Linked DNA regions of Sus scrofa: region 1 is linked to region 2. A link is a contact called in public promoter capture Hi-C data. All regions are on one chromosome and are shown on one strand. The core of a region is the stretch at or near the end of the contact, and the rest is flanking DNA. Distances in the headings are between cores, read along the strand shown.

The links. Promoter capture Hi-C pulls out the DNA fragments that hold promoters and counts their contacts.
Region 1: a contact with region 2 is called in a promoter capture Hi-C map of fetal liver, with 2.7 times the contacts expected there. The contact joins the promoter of GRAMD1C here to the promoter of CCDC191 in region 2. A contact is called at or near these places in 1 of 5 promoter capture datasets (fetal liver), 1 of 47 Hi-C or Micro-C datasets (skeletal muscle) and 1 of 2 datasets of contacts at active chromatin or transcription factors (alveolar macrophages).

What each region holds. Positions count from the first base shown.
Region 1 is chr13:146,102,411-146,107,146 of Sscrofa11.1, forward strand. It overlaps GRAMD1C (GRAM domain-containing protein 1C), which reads right to left and starts at 3,375. Exons shown (of 18, transcript XM_003132665.6): 1 at 3,236-3,375. The coding sequence starts at 3,262.
Region 2 is chr13:145,877,022-145,881,472 of Sscrofa11.1, forward strand. CCDC191 (coiled-coil domain-containing protein 191) reads left to right here and starts at 2,942. Exons shown (of 16, transcript XM_021070343.1): 1 at 2,942-3,182. The coding sequence starts at 3,090. QTRT2 (queuine tRNA-ribosyltransferase accessory subunit 2) reads right to left here and starts at 2,841. Exons shown (of 9, transcript XM_005670209.3): 1 at 2,688-2,841.

The DNA.
Region 1 (4,736 bases), core at 2,125-4,624, 230 kb after region 2:
CAATGACTTCTCAGTCAGTTTGTTTTACCTCCAGAGGAACACAGTATACTTTTACCTGGCTACACAGGGTACCTCAAAAGCCTTGCCACCCCATACCTTACAGGTAACTGTATCTGATTCTCTCCAAGAGCACAGGTATGACGTTACACCCCCTCTGGGGACATTCTTCTGACACACCCATTCAGGATATAAAAATACTCATAAAAGAGGATAGATCATTGACCCAAGCCTAGTGTAAAGCCTGCTACCTTGGTTAAATTCCTATAAACTACCTGGTAAACCTAGGGCCACTCTGCCCCCGACAATGTCAAGAAACAGCTATTGACCATGTCAGTATCCACAACATCTTTTTAGGTCCTTTTGGATTCCAGAAGCAATATATTTCTCATTTACAAACTTCTTTGGCCTATATTTATGCTGTTACTTGCAGGTAAGTCCATCCTGAAGAGGGCCCTCCCCCCAAAAAAGATTCTAAAAATTGTCAAAACTACAATATAACAGACATTCCCAATAGTACTACTTCCTCCCTGACCCCTTACCAAAACAAACAGACAACAACAACAACAAAAATGCACATACACGTACACACACACACACACACACACTCACAAAGAATCCTTCACTGTAGAGACTTTAGCAGCCTCTTCTCATGACTCCTAGACTCTCTGGACCACCCATAACGTCCATAAGTTGTTCATAGGCTTCTGACGCAAGAAACCATTTCTTACCCCCACAGAATATGCCATTGGAACAGTAATAACTAACAGCACACTGGACTCTCCCAGAAGTAGAGGCTCTCACAAGCCTGGAGCCTATGACCCTCCATGCCCATTATGCTTTGGGTCCTGGAAGCAACGCTTTGCAAACTCAGTACAGCCAAGGTCTCTTTGCTGCAGGACAGAACAAAATATTGCCCCTCCGACATAGCCCACCCACAGGCAGGCAGAACCTCTCCTGTTCTCATTTCTTTGTCAGATAGCATGGTGCTAGAAGAAGTCGCCCCTCTCCTGAACCCCCTGAATACTTGGGGACCAATGTGTGATCAACTGATTGGACAGCAATAGGATTTCAATATTTCAAACTCCCATTTGAAGTCTGATAGAAAAACTTGCTGTTCAGAGCACAGCATCACCATCCCTACACATGATGGAGCTCCCTGGAGACCTACTACTTTTCATCCCTTAACCAGGATGTCCCTGGAGGAGAAGACCCACAGGTCAGCACAACTAGCTGAACTTACCAGTTATCTGTTTTTTGGTTGGGGAGGGAGGCACACCTGCGGCATATGGAAGCTCCCAGGCCAGAGACTGAACCTTTGCCACAGCATTGACCGGAGCCACTCCAGTAACAATGCCAGACCCCCATCCTGCTGTGCCACAAGGGAACTCCTCCCACAGTTACTTTAACACGGAATGCTCTGGCCAACTGCACATTTTTACAGATTCTTTGCCCATTGCCTAAGAGTTGCACCCTTTGAAGTAAAGAACTCTGGAACACCCTTGCTTTCAGATACTCAAAATATAAATTAAGGTCACATGTGTCTCTATATATACTCTAGCCAAAATAAAAAAGACCTCACCAAGACACTCCTTATCCCTTATCCCCATCAAGAGTTCCACAGATTACTGGAGTTCCCATCATGGCTCAGTAGTTAACAAATCTGACTAGCATTCATGAGGACACAGGTTTGATCCTTGCCCTTGCACAGTGGGTTAAGGATCCCATGTTGCCGTGAGCTGTGGTATAGTTCACAGACGTAGCTCGAATCGATCCCCCGTTTCTGTGGCTGTGGTATAGGCCAGCAGCTAGAGCTCTGATTCAACCCCTTGCATGAGAACCTCCATATGCTTCAGGTGTGGCCCTAAAAAAAACAAAAAACAAACAAAAAAAGGAGTTCCAGACAGTATTGACAGTGACCAAGGCACTCATTTTTTCTCTCAAAATACACATCATTGGGCTCTTGAACAAAGCACTCAATGGAACTTTCATTTTCCTTACTGGCTTCAGGCTGCAGACCTCCTATGAGAGCCATGATGGCTACTTAAACAAGTTCGAATTCAACTAAATGAAAAACAGTACATTTTAGTCATCAGTTAGACATCAAGGATGAATTGTACTAAAGAGTCTCATTCAATTTTTTTATGTTTGCCTGCTGAAAGCTTTTAAGCCTCACCTCTCTTTCTTCCTCTCTGTCCCTCAAATGGGCAAGGTGGTAAGAATGCCTGGATACTCTTTCCTTTGGTGTGAATGGGAGAGTCAAATCAAGCAAGACAGATCCTGACCACACCCAGGAACCTCTGACTTCCACCCCCTAACCACAGAAGAAACCCTGAGCCCTCCTTCCCCTGCCCTTTCAAACCAGTCTGGATCTGCTTGAGAAGACTGCCCTGTTCTTCTCTCTTCATTATGTATGTTTATAAGTAATACGTCTTTAAATACGAGTAATAAACCTCTTCATAGTGTGTGTGTGCGTGCCATCATCAATTTTATCTCCCAATCAAACACTGGGTGGGGGCCACAAGCTGCAACCTAGGTCACAGATGTGGCTCAAATCTGGCATCGCTGTGGCTGTGGCATAGGCTGCAACTGCAGCTCTGATTCCACCCCTAGCCTGGGATCATCCATATGCTGCAAGTGCATCCCTAAAAAGAAAAAAAAAAAAAAAAAGTAAAACAGATACACACAACCAAAGTAAAGCAATGAGGTTAGTGTTCAGAAAGGCATGTGACTCCTGCAACAAAAGTGGGCTTTCACCCTAAAGATTAATTAGCAAGTTCTCTCGTTAATCAAATAAGGTAGTAAACAAGTAACAAAACTAGTTGAAACCAAAAATGCGGTTAACAGCCCAGTGATTTAAACTATCTAGAGTTCTGAGCCCTTTTATCAAGAGCTAATAGTTAAGGGGATGGCATAAGACCAGATCAACATGATCCCGGTCACAATCATGGCAGTGGGGTCTGAAGCCGAGGGATCTGGACAAGGACATCTCGCTCCGAACGCCAACCCTCCACGCCCACCGGCGCAGACCTACCCACCATCGTCCAGAGGGAAAGGCTCGCAGTAAGGTCAGAAAACCCCCTCGTCGGTAACAACTTTCCAAATTACTCTAAAGAGCACCATGAGAAGGGAAGAGAGGAAATAATAACCACAGTCTAAGAGGACTCAGACAATCTTCGTGGAGAAAAGTGCGCAGTAAAGCCACCGCTGGGGAACTCGTACCACAAGAGCCACTTACCTGACGGCCAGTCAGAGCGCCTTCCATCGCGGATCCCTCCGCCGCCAAGGTACCGCGCACGCGCGTCCCGCTGCGGGGAGGGGGCGTCTAGGCCCGCGTCCCCCGCCCACCCCGAGGGTGGGCTCCGGGCTCCTGCCCGCCAGCTTTGCGAGGGACGCCTTGGATCCTGTCGGCGCGACTTGCGCCCTCTAGCGGCCATTAAGGACACCCCCGCCCCCTTCCCGATGTTTGCCTGAAGGCCTATCTTTGCTAGGAATCATGCTGTCCTTACCTATCTCCCAATCACAAATTCCTGTTCTGGCTGTGAAATGGGTTCTAGGCACAAGTCACTCCTCGCACTCCTTGCAAAGCCTCCACTCTGCTTCCCACTATACGTACCCTGCTCCAATGTGCGAAAAAATGAATTGCATGACAAGCTCCTGTTTCTTCAAATAAGATTGAAGTTAGTGATGAAAAGCTATTGAGTGTTGTAGGTCTTAGTTAGAAAAAAAAAAAAAAAGCTGTAAAAGACATTCTAGAACAATTAGGAAGTATTTTATATGAAATCTTTATTAGAGTTGATGTTACAGGATAATGAATGGTTTATAGATCAATTTATTAGTATTCATTTACAGATAATACTATATGGTGATGGAGAACGTCTTTATTATTAGAAAATTCGTGGTCAGGTATTTAGGATGACGTGTCATGGTGTCTGCAACTTGATTTCAAATGCTTCAACAAAGATAAATACCGGAAGATGAATGTGTTCCCCTCAAATTCATATATTGACAGAGGCCACTTCTGCTTTGTGAGGCCACAGTGATAAGGCCACCAGCTCTGAACAGAATGTGGGCTCTCAGACCTGACAGGGACTCTGCTGGTGTCTTGAGCTTGGACTTCCCAGACTCCAGGATGATGAGAAAGAAAATGTTTGTGTTTAAGCCACACACTCTGTATTTTTGCTGTAGCAGGCTGATTAGACTAAGACAATAGATAGAAAGAAAAATAGCAAAATGGTAATAATTATTGCACCTGTGTAGTGGGTATACCACTGTTCAGTGACTCTTTTTCTATTTCTGTATGTTTGAAAATAATCATAATGTAAAGTTGAAGAGGGGGAAGAATCAAATCCAGTTCCACAAAAAGTCAGATATTGAGTACTTTAAAAGTTTATATTATAGGAGTCCCTGTTGTGGTTCAGTGGGTTAAGAACCCAACATAGTATCTATAAGGATGCAGGTCTGATCCCTGGCCTCGCCAAGTGGGTTAAGGACCCCAAGTTGCCATGAGCTGCTCCATCTAGAGTTGTTGTGGCTGTGGCGTAGGCCAGCATCTGCAGCTCCAATTCAACCCCTAGCCTGGGAACTTCCGCATGGCACAGGTGCAGCCATAAAAAGAAAATAAAAGTATGTATTACATGCTAAAGGAAAAATTACTTAATAAGATAATCAAGAAAGGATAGGTTCCTGTCCCGTCCTGCAAAACTTTGCATAAGCTATGTTTTCCTTCAATGCTGTGT
Region 2 (4,451 bases), core at 1,692-4,191:
CACACACATATTCATGTATATATTTTTCAAACATGCTTTTGGAGTGATATAATCTACTAATCCAGGTGAAGTTCTCAAGAGAGAAACCAACAGTATCCAAAATACCAACTTTTTTTTTTTTTAGGGCCACACCCATGGCATATGGAGGTTCCCAGGCTAGGGGTCACATCTAAGCTGTAGTCACTGGCCTACACCACAACCATGGCAATACCAGATCCGCTGTATGTCTCGACCTACACGGCAGCTCACGGCATGCTGGATCCTAAACCTGCTGAGCGAGGTCAGGGATTGAACCTGCATCCTCATGGATACCAGTCAAATTTGTTTCTGCTGAGCCACAACAGGAACTCCCGAACTGGTTTTTATTTATCTTCATATCATCACCCTTTTCCCTTTCACTCGTTGTGAGTCTCTTCTAAGATATCTAATGCTGAGCTTTTCTCAAAATACAAACATTCACACTCTTACTTCCTGGGAAAGTCTTAAGGAACATTCATTAGAAAAGCTATCTGGAAATGAATAGTTAACTGAAAAACTCTTATCACTTTATGACAGGTGATGCGCTGTGCATAGATCTATGACTTTACAAGGACTAACAAGGATTCCCTGCACCTGTAGCAGCACCAAACATGTCTTACCTCCAGTGCCACATATTTTTCCCCTGTTCTCCATTCTCTTAGGAGAGAAGGGATTTTAAAATGTTTCTTAATGAAGTCTCTGTAGAGTATCATGGAAAGACCACAATATGCTAAGGAAAAAAAAGCAAGCTTAGGTGAACACATTCTTTCTGAAAGAAAAACTATATGCTTAGGTGAACATGTTCTTTGTGAAAGAAAAATTATATACATATACTTATAAATATGCACACACAATTACATACTCTACACTCTGTATATGAATACAAAAAACTGAAGGACTTATAAACAATACAGTGCACTAAGCTGACTAAGAAAGACTTACAGAAAAGAGGAACTAAAATTCTAGACATCAGTAACAAAAGATAAAGAAGAGACTATTCATTCAGTGGTAGAGCATTCTAAAATCCTTACACTATTTGGGAGGAGGAGAGAGTTCATGAGTACTTTAAGCTTTAAGTATGTGTGCTAAAAACTTTTAAGTAACCACTGAAAGATTACTGACAATGGATCATTCCCAAACCCGATGGGGAGGGGCACAGAAGGATAAGAAAAACTGGTTAATTCTTAAGGGCAAGAAAGAGGAAAAGAGACCAAAAGCACATAAAAAATAGAAAATACAAAATAAAATGGAAGTCCAAATATGTCAGCCATCACAAAACAAGTTAAATTAGTTTCACCTATTTAAAGACACAACAACAGTAACAACATTTATTGGGTGTTTACTATGTATCAGGTATTGTTCTTCACATATTAACTCCTCTAATGCTTACTGTCATGTCAACCTAAGGCAGAGGTTATCATTATGTGCCTTTACAGAAGAGGAGACTGAGGCTAAAAAAAGCCACCATTTACAAAGTGGAAGAGCCAGGGCTTAAATCATAGAAGTCTGGCTTTAAAGGCTGTAATCTAACAGGCTGATAGTCTATTAGAAATCCCATCTTGTCCAAAAATATATGCAACCCTCTACATATTAAATGTAATGTTAAGATACAATTTTAATTGTTTTCCATTTTGCTATATTGTTATTATGGTTCATATTTCCCCCATCTCACTTCTCTGCATCTATCCACCCTCCCAGCCTGTACAACCCTTCTCTTATAGTAACACAAATATTTAAATATACTTGTATATGAGAAAGGATGTTCTTCAATAAAAAATGCAAACATACTATACTGTAAGCACTTTTCTGCAATTCACTTTTCTCTTGGGAATTCACAATGGATATTTTTCCTAAAGAAGAGATACAAAGCTTAACCTACCCTTTTAAAATAACTATTTCATGATACTGGACAGTTTTGATGTAACACAGTTTAATCATCCATAAGGTTTCTGATGAATACTCAAGCAGGACTCATGATTGTTATAATAGTCTGAGGGCACAGATTCCCTCACAGATCTTTTTCACAAATCTCGTCTACTTCAGTTTACATGTTCTGGCAGAGTTCTGATTTCTGACTGATTTTTAAATGGTTACCACACCCTAATGATTTAGGTAGTATAGCTCCCATTTTGCGGATGAAAAAATCTAGGATCCAAGCTGCCTAAAGTCATACAACTACAAAGTAGTTAGGCCCAAAGCTCCAGCTCTAAATCTCTACTTTGCCTTATGAACCCGCTTATCCCAGCATAGACTGTCCCTGGAGGCTCAGCCAATAACCATATATTTATCTTCACTCCATTGGGCATTTCCTGGAGTACCAGACCTCAAGAGGCACTTAGCTCAGGTATCTGAGTTCAGTCCAACGCTCCCAAGATCCTAGGCAGTGTAGAAAAAACTTCTACATGAGAACTTGACCCTTAAGCAGAGGTCAGTAGAAAGAAGACAGTTTTCTCTCATAGAAGCGGTGAAGCTCACACGATTTGGGAGAATCTGGACTTACAGAAGCTAGGATCAACCAGAAGACCCCGAAAAATGAAAGAGACATGGCGGGACTACAATCACTGTTACAGCAACACAACCAGGAAGAGTCTGGGCGAGACGTGACACTCTCGTTTCAGCCCTACTCACTCGTAGCATCCCCGACACCAACAAGGAAAGAGGGCACTTACCTGCAAACCGCCCAACTTTTCTAGGGTGGAAATCCCCCTCAACTCCTCGCGGTTGGCTACCACGTGTCCGGCTTGCAGAATTCTCGGCCCCCTAAACCACCGCCTCCGAGGCAGAGCCAATCAAGGGGCATTGCGTCATCACAGAGCGCCAGGAAAAGGCAAAGGTAACAGCAAAGCGAGCTCCTGTGACTGGAAGGCCTAGGGACCGCTGCCGTTGCCATGGGTAACTGAGCAGACTCATTCCCCCATCGCAAAGCCTCATGGGAGTGGTGGTTCGGCGGCGCCCCACACTTGCCTTCTTTGTGGGCTGAGGAACTACAACTCCCAGAGAGACCTGGAAGCAACCTAAGTTAAGGAGCGTTTGTTGCAGCTTTGGCTCAAGTCCGGGCCTGAACCGGGGAAATGCTGCTGACGCCCCAGGAAAGGTCCTCTTCAAAGAAGGGGACGGGGCTGAATCGTTGGAAACAGTTTACAAGGAAGCCGAGTCCCACCAAGGTGATCTGTCTGTATTGGGAGCTCTTGGAGACGGGGAGGGGAGGCGGGAACCCGCCCTGAAGCCCCGTCTGCGCTTCGTTCTTCTTCCCTAAGGGGCATCCTTACTTGGCCCGTCCCCGCCATGACCGACCCAGCCAGTAATGTCCTAAGTGAAGGGGGCCCAGGAACTTTGGGGTTCGGGTACCTTACGACTTGGGTGGGCAGCGTCTTGGAAAAACTCTTTCCATCTAAACGGTTTTCTCAAAAAACATGGAGTCCCAGTTGTGCCCATCCTGCTGAAGAGAATTCGAGAACCATTCCCTCTCCCCACCGCTCCAGGTTTTAGGGAAGTTCCCTCAAGGTTACATTTCCGCCTCCTATGTTTTGCAAGTCGTAGGAAATTGTTCTTTTTTGAAGGGATAAGATCTTCACCTTAAGTCCTCTCTGTCATATCCCTCCCCTTCTAGGTTTACACAGAGTAGCTACGATGAACTCAGGAATGCAAGTGGTTATTGAATGTATCACTTGAAAATCTCTAAATTCAAGCAACAATCAAAAAACAGATCCTATTTTATATGTCATCCCCTTTGATGTATTTTCATCCAACTAATAACCCCACTTAACTTGAAACGTGTAAATGACATGTGCAAAGTCACAGTCACAGGGTATGTGCTTTCCACAGACTACCTTTTTAACCGTCACAAAAATAAATGCTTTAAATGTAAATGGAAGTGCCAAATGGAGTGGCTTCACAGCTGTTTTCACCGATCAGTTACACTTTCTTAAAAATATATCTTATAGACATGTGGCCTTTCTGAGCCCCCAGGCAATAGTGCTTGCTGCTTTATTCTAAATATACCACTTAAATAAAGCACTGGATATATTCCACTTGGTGAATATTTTGCCCCGGATACTGGAGGGTGCAGAATGGAGCATTAGAGAGAGTTGGAAACCCTCTGCTCTTGTTGTACCAGTTCTGTAATGGATTGGATCCAAAATAGGTTATAGATATAAACTTAATGAAAGGTTAAAAACTGAGGACAATTTTGGGGACCCCAAAAGGAAAGATTTATGTTGCTAGTGCTCATTGTTACTACCTAGAGGAAAGATAAAAACACTAGAGCTCTTTGAAGGTCAGTTGTGCTTTAATAGGATCAGCTGTTTATTTGTTGCAGTGGCAAAATTATTCAGCAGTACAGGTGCATTAATTAGTTATCTGTAAGGTCTTTTGAAGGGGAAGTGTTATGTAAGTGAAAGAGTATTATACCTTTCCCTCCCCATGTGTCAGTA